Linked DNA regions of Gossypium hirsutum: region 1 is linked to region 2. A link is a contact called in public Hi-C data. All regions are on one chromosome and are shown on one strand. The core of a region is the stretch at or near the end of the contact, and the rest is flanking DNA. Distances in the headings are between cores, read along the strand shown. Region 1 has its middle 11 kb from the start of LOC107937606. Region 2 holds the start of LOC107937618 (cyclic nucleotide-gated ion channel 1).

Evidence for each region. A called contact is a pair of places that touch in the nucleus more often than the background predicts.
Region 1: a Hi-C map of leaf shows a contact between it and region 2, with 2.0 times the contacts expected there. The contact joins the enhancer-like site here to the promoter of LOC107937618 in region 2. A contact is called at or near these places in 11 of 34 Hi-C or Micro-C datasets (callus, leaf, petal and 1 more).

What each region holds. Positions count from the first base shown.
Region 1 is chrD04:716,214-720,336 of Gossypium_hirsutum_v2.1, reverse strand. It overlaps the pseudogene LOC121203239 and the pseudogene LOC107937610. Among protein-coding and RNA genes, the nearest start is that of LOC107937606, 11 kb to the left of the region's middle. Within about 2 kb of position 1,991, at least 5 of the 9 cell types and tissues checked have an H3K27ac peak or open chromatin away from gene starts, as enhancers often do. A contact at or near this core is called in leaf, where this site is marked.
Region 2 is chrD04:667,481-672,115 of Gossypium_hirsutum_v2.1, reverse strand. LOC107937618 (cyclic nucleotide-gated ion channel 1) reads left to right here and starts at 2,334. Exons shown (of 8, transcript XM_016870530.2): 1 at 2,334-2,655; 2 at 3,415-3,548; 3 at 4,018-4,585. The coding sequence starts at 3,520. It also overlaps the pseudogene LOC107937617.

The DNA of each region.
Region 1 (4,123 bases), core at 742-3,241, 49 kb before region 2:
TAGATTGTAATTTAGTAGCAGACTAATCTCCTTGGTTGAGTAAAGTTCGGAGAAGCTTCCAAGGAAAACTTTTGACTAATGGCAATGACAAGCAAATTTGCCAAAGGGGACACACTGCAGCATTTGAGGCAAAAAGAAACTAAGACTAGAAGTTACCTGCTTCTTCGCTTGTCTCATATCTTCCATGTTTAAAGGCCTCAAAGTAATTATTACTCTTTCCTCATTCTCTTCTTTTTTCTCTGAAGAATCTTCCGAACTCTGGCCAGATTCTTCTCTCCTCCTCGTTTCCTAATGAAAGTTATTGAAAACAGAAATCGATAAGGTACATTTTCCACACCTACTAGTACAGGAAGATAAAGGCATCAGATTGGCAATGCTTTAGAAAAGAAAAAAAGATTAGTAGTCACCATATCCTTCAACCTCTCCTGCTGAATCAACTCCCTAACAGGTCGATAAGCTGCTGTCACGCACAAGTTCTGTTCCAAGTAGTTAAAGCCATCAGTTGAATGTAGTTAAATACAAATTAATGGTGAATGTTATGAGTTAAAAACCTTGAGGTCACTTCCACTATATCCTTCTGTCATGGCTGTAAGCTCCTTGAAGTCCAGATTTTCAAGTTTTTCTTTTGCCAGTTCTTAATATATTTTCCCTGCTCTCAACAGACGGAAGGCCAACCATAATTCTGGTCAAAACAAAAAAGATAAGATGCTCAGTCATATTGACTTGTCAAGAAACCGTTCCATGAATTGCTTGCATAACTGAAATTTGGACTTCCTTGGACAATCAAGTGTCATGAAATCCTTGATAAGAAATAAATGCAGAAGCTCAAGAATACGCCCTATAAAATGTTACAGAAACATAAATGTCAATTCAAAGAATAAAGTAATAAGAATGATTGAATGAAAGATATACTTAAAGCTATGACTATGAACTCAAAGGCTAATCAGTGAATGCTTTAGGGGATCAAATAATGTTGATAGAAAGGTCAAGATAAGGTAAACTATGTGCTTCAAAAAGAGATGCTGAAAGTAAAAATGTTGAAGGACAAGGAGGAACCAAGCAGATGAGGTAAATATTCTTTGGGTAAAGATGCAGCTCACTGCTAGTAGATGGCAAATGCAAAAAATTATAACCAATCACATAGTTAGACAGAAGATTAGAAGGATAATATCAACAGTGAGATGATTATGGAAATATACCTACGCTCAAAACGCCTAATTATTGCTTCATCAAGGTCGAATGGCCTGTTGGTTGCAGCAAGGACAAGAATTCGCTCACCAGCTTTGGTCAATAGACCATCCCAATGTGCCATGAACTCATTCTTAATTTTCCGCATAGCGTCGTGCTCTCCAACCCTAGTCCTCTGTCCCAACATGCTATCAACCTCATCCATAAAAATTATTGAAATTATTGTAGGTGCATGTTGTGCGGAAGCGTGTAAAAGAATAAAATTATTGTACTAAAAAATCACACTAAGTTCAATTCTCAAAAAAAAAAAGATTGGATCACAAGGATCGCTTAAGTACCAGGTCTTTATTAGTCAGAATATCCCTCAATCGTAATTTAATAGCACAATAAATCACTACAATCACACTCACAATTCATGCAGAATAATATAATAAAGAACACAATAATTTAACGAGATTCAGACCAAATATATTTCACTCCAAAATATAAGTGAGAATTTACAAAGAGAGAGAGAAAACAATGCCTTAAATAGAAAATGGCAAATTTAGGATGACGAAGAAGAAAAATGATTAGGCCTATTTATAGTTGAGGTTCAGAGATCAAAATTGCAATTATCTTATGCCAAATCTCAATCCCACTTTTGGTGCCTTAAATTTCAGATTTTGATACCCATATATTTCTGAGGACATTGAGACATTAATGAAACTAGATCCAGCTTCATTTGCAATGGCCTTCGCTAGCATTGTTTTCCCTGTACCAGGAGGCCCAAAGAGTAATATACCTCTACAAGGCTTGAGAAGTCCCCCTTTGAAGAGATCGGGCCTTCGTAGAGGGAGCATGTCCATCTCTTGAAGTGATTCTTTGGTCTCATCCAAAGCACCGATATCTGCAAATGTCACGCAAATCTCACTTGCAGGGATGACCTCTGGCCTAATTCTTTTCTCAAACTCATTATCAGGAGGAACTTCCTGCAAGGACGTTATATCAGTAGTAAGAAAAAACTGAAAGCAAACAAGGAAAAAGATCCAGAGAAAAGTAATGGACATGAAATAGTAGTTTATATCCTTGAAGTGTGTAAGATGCATAAAATTTCATACAACTTACAGGTGCTTTTGGTGCTGGCGGGTTCCCACCATCCTTCTTCCCACACGGATTGGATTTCTCATTCTCACTTTTGCTTTCAGGGGCAGTGGTTTCAGATTTTGATTCAGTTGTTGCGCCTACAGCCTCTTCATCCTGAGGTTAACAAAAAAGGGTAAATTGTTAATCCATCAATATAAGTGGCACAGATCATCAGTGCTTGTAACTAGCATTAGAGCAAAACCTTGGCAGATTCAGCATTAGTCCCTAATTTTAAGGTATCTTTCCCACAACTTTTTCCTTCCTGGAAATTATTCGGTCCATGGCACAAGCTGCTCCAGAACCAGAACACCAAATGGTGAGCTCTATTTAGAGATTTTCGAAAAATATGCTGTGAAAGAAGCTTGTATCAATAGTTAGTAATAATCATGTCTACCTTTTGGATGATATAACAAGCTTGCCATTTCGGTATTCAGGATCCTTATTGTTCATCAAATGGTAAGATATTGCGGATACCACAATTTCTTCAATATAATTACTTATGACCATAGTGTCTGCTTGACAGATTGATCCCATATCATCGCATTCAAGGTCATTTGCTGCAAGTACCTCGGCCATGTGGTTTCTGTTTCTTGAATTTGGAGCATCTTTATGTCCTCTTCCAGTTTTGCTTTCCATCTATCCAGACGGGTTTCATCTTCAGGTGGCTTTATTTATGGAAATAACACCAATAGCTTCTCATCCATCTCCTTGTAATCATCTCCAGGGTCCAGCATCCTGGAACCAAGTATCAATACTGGACCCGAAAGTTTGTTTAACATTTTTTGAAACAGATTATATAAGTGCTGAGATTGGAGGGTAAGCTTCTCAACATCCCTGAGGTATAAGATGATGGAACCAGTTTTAGATACTGAAACCAGCACCTGCAAGAGAATGAAAATGACCTTCACTCACATTGAAGTTCAAAGAGACATTATCAGTAACTTTTTACTTAAATCAACTGTTAGGCACAAGTAAAGAATTTATTGGAGCATATTAGCATATGGATCTTAGGGTTGGCACAAAGTTTAGGTAAACTTATAAAGGCATGTGTGCCTGTACACACACAAGCATATGCAAATGGATTGTTAGAAGAATGAATCATCTAGAACGACCATTCATGAGTGATCTCCAAACAGACTACTTAGTATTTATAGCGTACCTTCTAAAGTGAGTGTAGAAAAAGTTTCTGATCGAAACACCAATTGCTAGCACGCTTGTGCGATGCTAAAACAAACCATCAAAGAATATTTGTTTTTACACATTTGCTTATATGTCGGGAAATTGATAATCAAATGCAAATCCAAAATCTCTAAAAGGTTCCAATTGATTTTTGAAGAAATTATCATGGATTTTTTTATTTTATTGGTTATACTGTATTTTGTATTTCTTTTTGTGAGTATGAACTAATTTTTTAAATAATTAAGGAGATAAATTCTAGGATGAATTTTATTATTTGATTTACAGTTTTATACAATAAAATCCTAGTTTCTTTGTTTTCGACTATGAACTTTGAATTGTTCTTGGGTTATTATTTCTAGGGTTTTAATTCATGTTTGATATGCATAAGTTTGAGATTAAATAGACCCTGTTTGTGATTAAATTATGCGTAATCGAATGGTGTTTCATGCATTAATCCTAGAAATAGAATGATATAAATTTATTGGATTAGAATCAAATCTAATAGGGGATCCATAAAACGAATTAATTGATAATAGAAGTTTTAATTAGAAAAAATTTTCAATTAATCAACCTAAAATTAGTTTCTTTTATGCTCGAAAGAGATATTAACATAGATTAAGAATTTCTGCGGATC
Region 2 (4,635 bases), core at 1,085-3,584:
GTGGATGCTTCATTGGATTATCAAAAAGGTATAGCTTCAAATACTTGGCAGCACGAGCACCAAATGCCCTGCAATTGCACATCATGGTGGTGACTGCCATCATCATAATGTATTCTAGCATAGGCAAATAGATGATAAGAGAGACTCTAACCATCAAAGATTCCAACCATGCACACACTCTGCCCATTAATGGTGGAAATCTTAATATCGTAGGTACCATCCATGGTTACTCTATGCCCTCTTCGACATGTGTAGCCATAGCTTAATTTTCCATCTTCGCTACAAATCAAGCAAACATCTCTAATAGCATCAGATATAGAAATAAAAAGAAGAACACTAATATTTACCTTTTCCCTCTTCCGCTAACACCACCATCATCTCAGTCCAGACAGATCCAGAACAATGGCCTCATCCGTTCTTACACCTTCTACCAGATACTGCTCTCAGTCCAACTCCTGCTGGCTATGAATTACAAGTCTTTAACTTATGCATATAATTAAAGTGTAACACAATAATTCCTCCCTCTTACAACGCTTAAAGAAAAGAAAAAATAGAGAGGAATCCAGATCTTACATTTTCCAAAATTTTCTTGAGCAGATGAAAGATGCAACCAAGGAAACTAAAAGAGGCAAAATTTTCGATCAAAATTTTTCTTTTAAAGGAAAAAACTTTGGAACACGTGGAGGATCGAGGGCAATAGGCAGCAACAATCGGATTTTGTTAGAGACACAAGGCAGGAGAGAAAGGGCTGGCAATTTCTATTGTTTGGAGTTGTGACTTGTGACCAGAGAGAGATGGCAATCTGGCAGTGGCTAGTAGTTTCTCTAGGCAAGTCCATGTCCAGTTTGCAAATAATGATTTAATTTTGTTCTATTGGCTACCACGTCATTTCCTTCCTAAATTTCTAATACTGCCAATACAATTTGTTGGATTTTTTGCATAAAGAATATGAAAAAATTAATTACGAAAATATACGGTCTTTAATAGTATTGATTGGTGTTGTCTGACGCACATAACTCTATTTTTCTCTTTAATCATCATCTAATCATTAAATTTTAAAAAATAAAATTCTTTTGTACTATCACTGTGTCAGATGACACCCTTAATTATTTTTTAAAATGCCAATGAAAAAAAAAAGAGTATTTATGAAGAAAAAATATGGGTATTTCGAAAAATAAATACAAGTATTGCCTTGCACAGTGGCGGCATCGAAATTATTTTTAAAAAATTTGATGATTGAGAGATGATTAAGGGGAAAAAGAGGGTGGTGTCATGGTCTGTTAGGTGGCACTAATGGATAAGGTTAAAAACAATTCATTTTTGTAATTAATTTTTTCATAATTTTTTTCGTAATTAATTAAATTTTTTATATTATTTATGTAAAAAAGCTAAATTTATTGGTTTAACTAACAACCCAACAACAATAACAAGTACAAAGGTGATTATACATATATTGCACGATATCATATAACCTTTTGAAATACATTTTTCCTTTCTATTTTTTATTTTTATTTTTTTGAACAATCTTAGCAACTCATAAATAATTTTTATAGTCTCTTTCCAACTCATAAATAAGAAGATAACGCGTTTCAACGCACTCAAACTCACGTTCTCCTGAATTAACAAAAAAACTCGTGTTTAAAACAATTTTCAAATCAATAAAATTCATAATTAAGACTTTTAAAATAATTTAAAAACATTTTAAAACGATTTCTAGGAGTTCAGGAGTATTTGAGATTGAGTACGAATCTTCAAAGATCGAAACAGCTTAAACTAAGAGAGAGAATCCATTCTGGTCTAGTTGTCTCGATACAATCTTAGACATGTAACAATACAACTCACAAATACTACATAATTTTTTTATTGACTTACTTGTACCGACACAACTAACCACCTAGAGTGAAACAACTTTGCCATCACCCAAAACTCCATTCTCACCCACGTGAACCCATTCAAACACTATTAACACATGCCCGATGAAAGATTAAGAACCCAGATGACAAATGAGTTGTGTTTGTCTAGATGATCATTTCGAAAAAGAAACTTGCGGGCGACTTCCCAATTTGCTAAGAGTCTTGAGGTGGGGCATTGGATGCAAATAACAGCTACAAGTAAAAAAAAGTTCATGAAATCGAAAGTGACGAACACAGCCAAAGGCATTGGAGGCAGTAGTCGTTCTTGATTAGTGTGGGATTCAGGGTCAACGACAAGACTCTCTTTGGCTCTGCCAACCAAGTTGACTATTGTTTAGACATCTCACTAATCATGTTCCGCCACATCACCAATTTCGCAAAATTAATCGAAGTCAACCATGCAGCAGAAGAAACTGGACAGGAACGAAGGACTTCCTTTTACCCGCTATGGTATTATTGAGCTTTCCCATGAAGAAAAAAACAAAGGTAGAGAGCTTTTCTCCAGTGGGACCCAAGACCCAAGACCCAAGACTTTATTACTTCCCTAACATCGCCCTCTTTGTCTCTAATTTATTTTCTATTTTCCATTTAAAAAACCATTGAGGTGGCCCTACCCTAGACGTTTCCCGGAAATTTCTTCCCCTTTCTCCATCTCTTGCTCCAGAAGGAAAACAGAGAGGAAATTTTAAATGCAATAATCATTCATCCCCACCCTGTTTGTTTACACCACTGAGATTTGTTAGTATGTTCCTTCTTCCTTCCTTCCAATCTTCTTTTACTTGTTTGTTTGCTATTTCGTTGTTTAATATTCATAAATTTTTATTTTCTCTATATTTTGTTCTTCAATTTCTAGAAGAATGTTTCGAATTTAAAATTTTCCCGACACTTTAGGGCTCTACTTTTCGAATTTAAAAACTTTGACTTTGAAGAAACTGAAACTGAAGCTGAAGGAATTGCTTGCTTGGATGGATGTATGTATGTATGTATGCATGTTGTGAATCATTTATAAATTGTTTTCTAAAATTTGGCTTTGTTTGTTTTGTAATTATTTCTAATTCACTTCTTCCATTTTGCTTTTTCTTTTTGGCGAAAATATTACTGTCAAGTACGTCATGCCTTTCAGATATTTTTGGCAAGTTGTTGGAGGTAGTGGCTTATCTGCAACTCCATGAAACGCGCCATGTTACTTTTTATACTTTTTTCATTGTGTCCCCCTAGTAATTATTATTGTTATGAAACGATTTAATCGAAGTTATGCTTTGATCATTGTTCATGTTGAGGGAGAGTTGTTAACTAAGTTATTGTTTCAGCTTTCTTTCTGATTAGATGTAACTAATTTGATGACTGTTTCCAGTTGTCTTTAATATATGTCGTTTCACTGTCTAATGTTTGTGCAATACTATCTATTTTTGCTTCTGTGTTTGTTTCCAGCTGTCCCTGGTCTGCAATTGTGATTGGAATGGTCTAACATTTGGTTTCATGTATTTTCTTCTCCTTTTAGGGTCCGGCAATCAGATTTTTGCTGTACACGAACAATTTCCTTAAATTTCTGTGTTCCAGAGCTGATACTTCTTCTAGAGATGAGATCATTTAAAAAATTATAATTATGAATTATCCACCAGAGAAGGTTGTGAGGTCAGTACACTAGCATTTCATTTCATCCATTGATTTTCTGCTGCAAAAGATGATTACTTTTTCTTTAGTGGATGCTGGGCTTGATTCTAAGTCTTAAATGTACCTTTTAAAAAAAAAAAGAAATTCAGAATACCATTAAAATAATATTAGATATTCAATTTTGCAAGCAAAATCATCAGCTGTCATTCTTCATCCTTTTGCTTTATGCGATGACGCTATCACTAATACTCGTCACCTTTAGCTTCTGTTACTGACACCACTTCGTTTTGAATGAGCTTGCTCTTCATCTACTGCCACCATGCCTGTTAATTCTCCATTTATCACAGACAGTTATTATACTGTGCCTGAAAATGTTATATATGTGCGATTATTCTTGGTGTTTGGTTTTTCTATTATTAAGGTTCACCCTATTTTATTTTAATTTATATGAAATAATAGACTGATTTTCTTCAATTGAATTGTCTTCCAGGTTCCAGGACTGGAATTCAGAGAAAACCTGCGAAGTACATTATACTAATAATAATGGGATAAATTCAGGGAAATTTACATTTGCAATAAATTCATTTTCAGAAAAGTTTCAAAGAGGGGTTGAATCTGGTTCTGAGAGGATTAAAGCGATTAGAAAGTCATTTAAATCTAGTTCATTCAACCATGTTGTTGCTAAAGGCTTTGGTTCTAGTAAGAAAGTTCTTGATCCACAGGGGCCATTCCTTCAACGCTGGAACAAGATATTTGTATTATCATGTATAATAGCAGTCTCAATTGATCCACTGTTCTTTTACGTTCCAGTGGTTAATGATGACAAGAAGTGCCTTGCCTTGGATGAAAAGATGGAGACCACTGCTTGTGTGCTGCGTTCATTCACTGATATCTTCTATATAATCCATATTATTTTTCAGTTTCGTACTGGATTCATTGCACCTTCTTCTCGTGTATTTGGAAGAGGTGTTTTAGTTGAAGATTCACAGGCAATAGCAAAGAGGTATCTACGGTCATACTTTTTAATTGATGTTCTAGCAGTTCTTCCCCTGCCACAGGTAAGCAAACCTTTTAGGCCTATGAAATGTTCTTCTCTTGTATTTATCCA